Linked DNA regions of Hordeum vulgare: region 1 is linked to region 2. Evidence: chromatin contacts called from public Hi-C data. All regions are on one chromosome and are shown on one strand. Each heading gives the region's core, a stretch centred on a gene start, on an enhancer-like site or on the middle of the called end of the contact. The rest is flanking DNA. Distances are from core to core; before and after follow the strand shown. Region 1 has its middle 52 kb from the start of LOC123445492. Region 2 has its middle 7.3 kb from the start of LOC123445492.

Region 1 (2,700 bases), core at 159-2,658, 45 kb before region 2:
ATGGGTATTTCCACAATCAAAATTTAAAACACCGCTACTGATCATGTAACACTTGAGAATTAATGTTGTTTTTACTGATCATGTTGATTCAAGCCACAAACATCACACGACCAACTAGCTTAGATTATCTTTTGCCTAGCTAGGCAGCATTGTCATTGCCTGGGAGATGCCCTTTCCCCTAATCGTGGTTACGTTGGAGATGAGATGGTGTCTGTTCGGCACGCACTCCTTGACAACTTCGTCGACGTTGTCGTCCTCGGTCCACCTGCGACCTCTTTGCATCACGTTTGTCCAGTGAGATAGTAGTAAGCCAGCAATGGCCATGTCGACTATGCCAAAATTGTGGCGCCTCTGATGAACTTTATTTTTGCTAACATCTAAAGAACATGGCGAGATACAAGATTGTCTATAATAACAAAAAACAATGTGCGCTTATTATGCTTGCAAGTATTTCTTTGGGGATGTAAAAATAATAATTTCTTTAGGAAACATGCATACACGTGCTACACAAAAATCAATGTGCGCTTATTGTGTGCTTATACGTAGTTTAAAATGTAGTTTAAAATGTGATATTGTATTGTAGTTACATTGCTGGTGTTCTTTTCGCTTTGCAGGTTTTATAAAGCTTGCCAATGGAAGTGTTCAAAGACATCTAGATTTTGTTGATCTTTTTGTTTTGATGCAAAATTAACTTAACGAACCCGAGACCCGACGTATGGATCACTCAACTATCTCAGGGGTGCGAAAGAAAAAATTCCTTTGCTTTTTGTTTCCCCCTTTTCTTCCTTTGTGGAGCAACATGGCTCACCGCCATTCCAGATGATACACGTGCTACACAACATCACCGAGGCATTATGTACGCTCAGCAATGGTGATACACGTGCCAGCAATGGTCAGAGGCAAGAATGTACGCTCAGTTGCACCACCGAGGCATGGATGAGAAATACTTCTCCTTTTCTCAGATATGACATCCATTCCATGGTACATTGAGATTTTGGCAGCAACCGTCCACACCTTTGTGTTTGTGAACGCGCCGTCATTCGTTGACAGGACAAAAAAAGCTTCACATATTGCTCCAGATATATCCTAATCCTATAGTCTGGTCAAAATGCAAGAATTAGTTTGCGGCTGTGCGTGCGCAGTTAGTTACCCATTTGGCCGTTTTGACAATCTTGGTAAACTGGATTAACACGCGCACTTTCCCCACGCACGTTCGTGTGCACCACTATGAATATGTTCACGAAGGCGACCGGCACCTTTTACCTGTTCACATCTGGATCCAAATTATATATGTATTGCTTCTGTCACCTGAATTTAATTAGCTCCGCGCGCAATAGCCATGACTCTATTGGTTGCCACACTAAAACGATCGTGTCCTACGGCAGTCCACACGCAGGTTTTGCTGAACTTTCAACCTCAGTGGGATGCATATACTGCGACCTTGACGTGACTTGCCCTCCCACCGCTGGTGAGCTGGTGAATGCACCTTACTCCCTCCGTTCCTAAATACAAGTCTTTTAAGATATTTCACTAAGAGTCTACATACAGAACAAAATGAGTGAATCTACACTCTAAAGTATGTCTATACACATCCGTATGTAGTCCACTAATGAAACTTTTTTAAAAACTTATATTTAGAAACGAAGGGAATACATGCGATGCGGCCATGCACCCAGACCCGGCCGCGTAATAGGTAGACCAGTGATTGATGCAATGATAACATTAGTCTACTACTCCGTCCATCCGAAATTATTTATCACATAAATGAATAAAAAATGATGTATCTAAACTTTAAGTGCATCTACATACATTTATTTTTATAATAAGTATTTTCAGACGAAGGTAGTACGTACTTAGCTCGATTGATAACCATTTTTTCTTTTCTTTCGAAAAGCAGGATAACGCACATGGCCTCTAGTGCATACTCCCTTTTTTCAAAATAAATGTCTTAATTTTAATACAACTTGATACTAAAATTATATTAAAGTTGAGATGTTTATTTTGAAATGGAGAGTACATATCAATGCCAATGCCAGATGAGCACATCTGCAAACACAGGTGTGTAAAATACCGTTGGCATCATTATTGTTTTTTTTTACCGTGAACACTCGATCTTAGAGCGTCTACAGCAGCAGGATCTTGCAAATCCGGTCCCTCGAACGTTCGCGGTCGCGTCCGCGGACACTGATCGGTCACGTCTTAAATTTTTCTCTTCACATCCAACTCTCTCATATTTTATCCCTCATACCCATACAAAAACATGGACAATATATCATGCGTACTGCTACTTCTCAAACAACAACGTCAGAAATTGACACGTTGATGGAGACTGTGCTTGCGTTGGTTTTTTCCTTGAAAAGGAAAGGGTGATGCAGCACAGGAGCAGTAAGTATTTCCCTCAGTTTGAGAACCAAGGTATCGATCCAGAAGGATGATGATGACTCCATAGGAAATGCCTTCGGCAGTGTACCGGGATGTGCAACGATCTAGCAAGGTGTATGACGTTGAAACATCTCGCTAGCTATCTTATGATCATGCAATGGCAATATGAGAGTGACGGCACAAGTCATGAGACGGAACGGTGCGAGTTGCATGAAAATATATCTCGGAATGGCTATGAAATGCCATAGTAGGTAGGTATGGTGGCTGTTTTGAGGAAGGAATTTGGTGGGTTTGTGCACCGGCGAGAATTGCGCGACA
Region 2 (2,700 bases), core at 64-2,563:
TTATTCTCGTCAAACTTTATTGAATAATTAATAATATGATTGTGTGCATCGCTAAATGTTGATTCCGAATGTTGCTCCCTTTTAAAAAAAACATATTGAATTATTAGAGGGTGCTTAATACGTTTTAGTCCAATGACTAAAAGTAGTGAGACTAACACTTGCTAGCCTCATTCATGCTTGGATCCAATCCAGAACTCGTCTGTGTTAACATTATTATCCTTCAAACCGTCCAATCCAGAACTCGTCTGTGTTAATGAAAAGGAGTTAAATAAGGAGAGAGATGACTAATCCATATTTTAATAGAGGTACCCCTGCCTAAAAAAAATAGTCTCAAGACTAGTTTTAGCCTATCTACTAGTACGGGTTAAATAATAAATAAAAAGCTTAATGTTATTATCCTATCTTACTTCTACTATCTACTGTAAATGTAGTAATTTAGACTAGTAGTATCATAGTACTCCATTATGAGTATGTTACTTTCCACTATGAGTAGACAAGTTGGGTTGGTTGGGACGTTTTGCGGGTGTTTAGATGCAGGAGCATTGGAGTTGCCCTATACTTACTCCAGCTGGCACTTAGAGGAAAGTGCATGTTAAAGAGACGGGGGTTGCCTGCTTCTTCCCCATTGATTGCTGTGCACCCCAAAGGTCCTAGCAATGGAGGGACCAGGACAGACAGCGAAGGCTCACTCGACTCGCTCTCACGTTACCCTACCAACACAACACGAACACGGACCCACGACCATCAACCACGCCATGTGTGCATGTGTAATGCAGTAACTGCTCGCTGCACCGATATGATGCTGATATCCTGCGCGCTGGCCCCCCGCGTCAGATCCTGGACACGGTGTCGCAGTCGCTTCGCCGCCGTGGCGGAGGCCGGTGCTTCAGCTTCACCGCAGCCACGCAAATCCTCCATAGCCTGGTCACCGCGCGCGCTCCACACAACCACAGCGTACTGCACGCACGCAGAGGCCGAACTAGCCTGCTCAGCGTGTGGTGCGCCATGCACGGCGGCCCACCGGCACCCTCGCCGCCAGTCGACGGCGAGGCCGCGCGAGGAAGCGAGCGACAGCGACGGAGCGGAGCATGCATAGCCGCACACGGGCGCGCACGGACACGAAGGGAAAAATAAACTAGGAAGCCGAGTGAGTCGCCGGCGGGCCCGAGCCCAGGCCCCTTGACACCGCAGCGGCAGCGGCAGCGGCAGCGGGCGAGCAGATGCCAACGCAAGCGAGCTACGCAGGCAGGTAGCAGGCGCCTTTCCATCACGCGGTTTCCTCCTCCTTTCCTTTCCCATTCTTTTCTTTTCTCCAACGGCTCCGCTCCGCTGACGCTTCCTTCCCCGGATCACGGAGAGCGAGAGCGGCGCAGCGCGCAGGTGAGGTGGGCCCCGGGGCCCGTAACGGTTTCCAACTTCGTCTACCCCGCTCCCCAGCAAGCTGGCTGTAGCTAGCTAGCTACTGCCGCGGACGGCGCGGTGTGTCTCCGGTGGCCGAACGCCGTGTGCGTGCATGCTTTCGCCGGCATCCTACTCCATCTCCATCCATGGTCAATCGGTCTGGGCTAGCTAGGAACCACCGGCTCCGCGAACATGCTCGATCATTCCAAGCCCATGTCAACGCCAACCATTCCATTTCCATCAGCGGTTTTCATTTACATTTGTTAACAAAAGCAACTCGAACGGAGCAATCCGTTTCGTTCGTCGTCGTTTTTCTAAATCCACGCAGAAAAAAGCGATGGTCCAGTGCACGGATCCATTTTCAAAACGCGACCGTTTCATGTCTGGCCGATCCATTTACGGCTAAAATTTAGGATTAAAATGCATCGGTGCGGCCGCCAAACGGACGTGCGCGCGTCCTCGTCTGCATGTGACGGGCTGGTCTACTTGTCACACATTCTCCCACCCACATCTGTCTGTTTATTTAATTCGTTGGCCCATCATCATTCATCTTTTTTCTATTATTTTAATACCATAATGTTGTCTACTTCCTTACCGTTGGGTGCATGTGACGATTCATTTAAAAAAATGAACACGAACAGGCCAACAGACGACTAAAGCGGACAAAAGACGGAAAAAACGTTGTCCGTTTAGATCGTTCCGTTAAAGTTGCTCTAAGCCTTTTTAATGTAATTATCTGGTATGTGTTCGTGTTGGTGGAGGGGATTGCTTAGAACAAATGCTTGCACAGACGAGATTAAGCAAGCTGGACCTCGCTTTTGGGGCAGGCTGTCTTCTCTCTTTTCAGGGACAACAGACACAACATGGCCCGCTGACTTTGGAATGGAAATTTCATCTCAAAAGGTAGTTGTCTAGAAAAGAAAACAAAAGAAAAAAGTAAGTCTGCATACGCAGACAGGTCGACAATAATGCATTTGCAAAACAGATATCAGGCAAACAAATATTATCTCAGTTTCAAAATAGTTTAAATGAACTAAACCACGACAAGTACTATGCAAGCGAGGAAATATTTAATCAAATATTTTGTTCATGATGTTTTGTGGAAAAAATGTGTAGTTGACATCTTCAACACCGACCCGTAAATTTTCTTCTGCATGTGTCTGCGGACATGAAGGACCAGTCCGTAAACATGGATGCGGAAAGTGGTTATCAAAAACCACCCACATACATCCGGCCTTCCATTGTTTTTAAAGCCGAGCGTTCAAATAGTTGCATACATAGAGTACACACACGTTCAAA

The links. A called contact is a pair of places that touch in the nucleus more often than the background predicts.
Region 1: a contact with region 2 is called in a Hi-C map of leaf, with 2.2 times the contacts expected there. The contact joins two enhancer-like sites. A contact is called at or near these places in 2 of 6 Hi-C or Micro-C datasets (leaf and seedling).

Annotation. Positions count from the first base shown.
Region 1 is chr3H:596,725,764-596,728,463 of MorexV3_pseudomolecules_assembly, reverse strand. No RefSeq gene overlaps it. Among protein-coding and RNA genes, the nearest start is that of LOC123445492, 52 kb to the right of the region's middle. Within about 2 kb of position 1,408, at least 1 of the 3 cell types and tissues checked has open chromatin away from gene starts, as enhancers often do. A contact at or near this core is called in leaf, where this site is marked.
Region 2 is chr3H:596,680,739-596,683,438 of MorexV3_pseudomolecules_assembly, reverse strand. No RefSeq gene overlaps it. Among protein-coding and RNA genes, the nearest start is that of LOC123445492, 7.3 kb to the right of the region's middle. Within about 2 kb of position 1,313, at least 3 of the 3 cell types and tissues checked have open chromatin away from gene starts, as enhancers often do. A contact at or near this core is called in leaf, where this site is marked.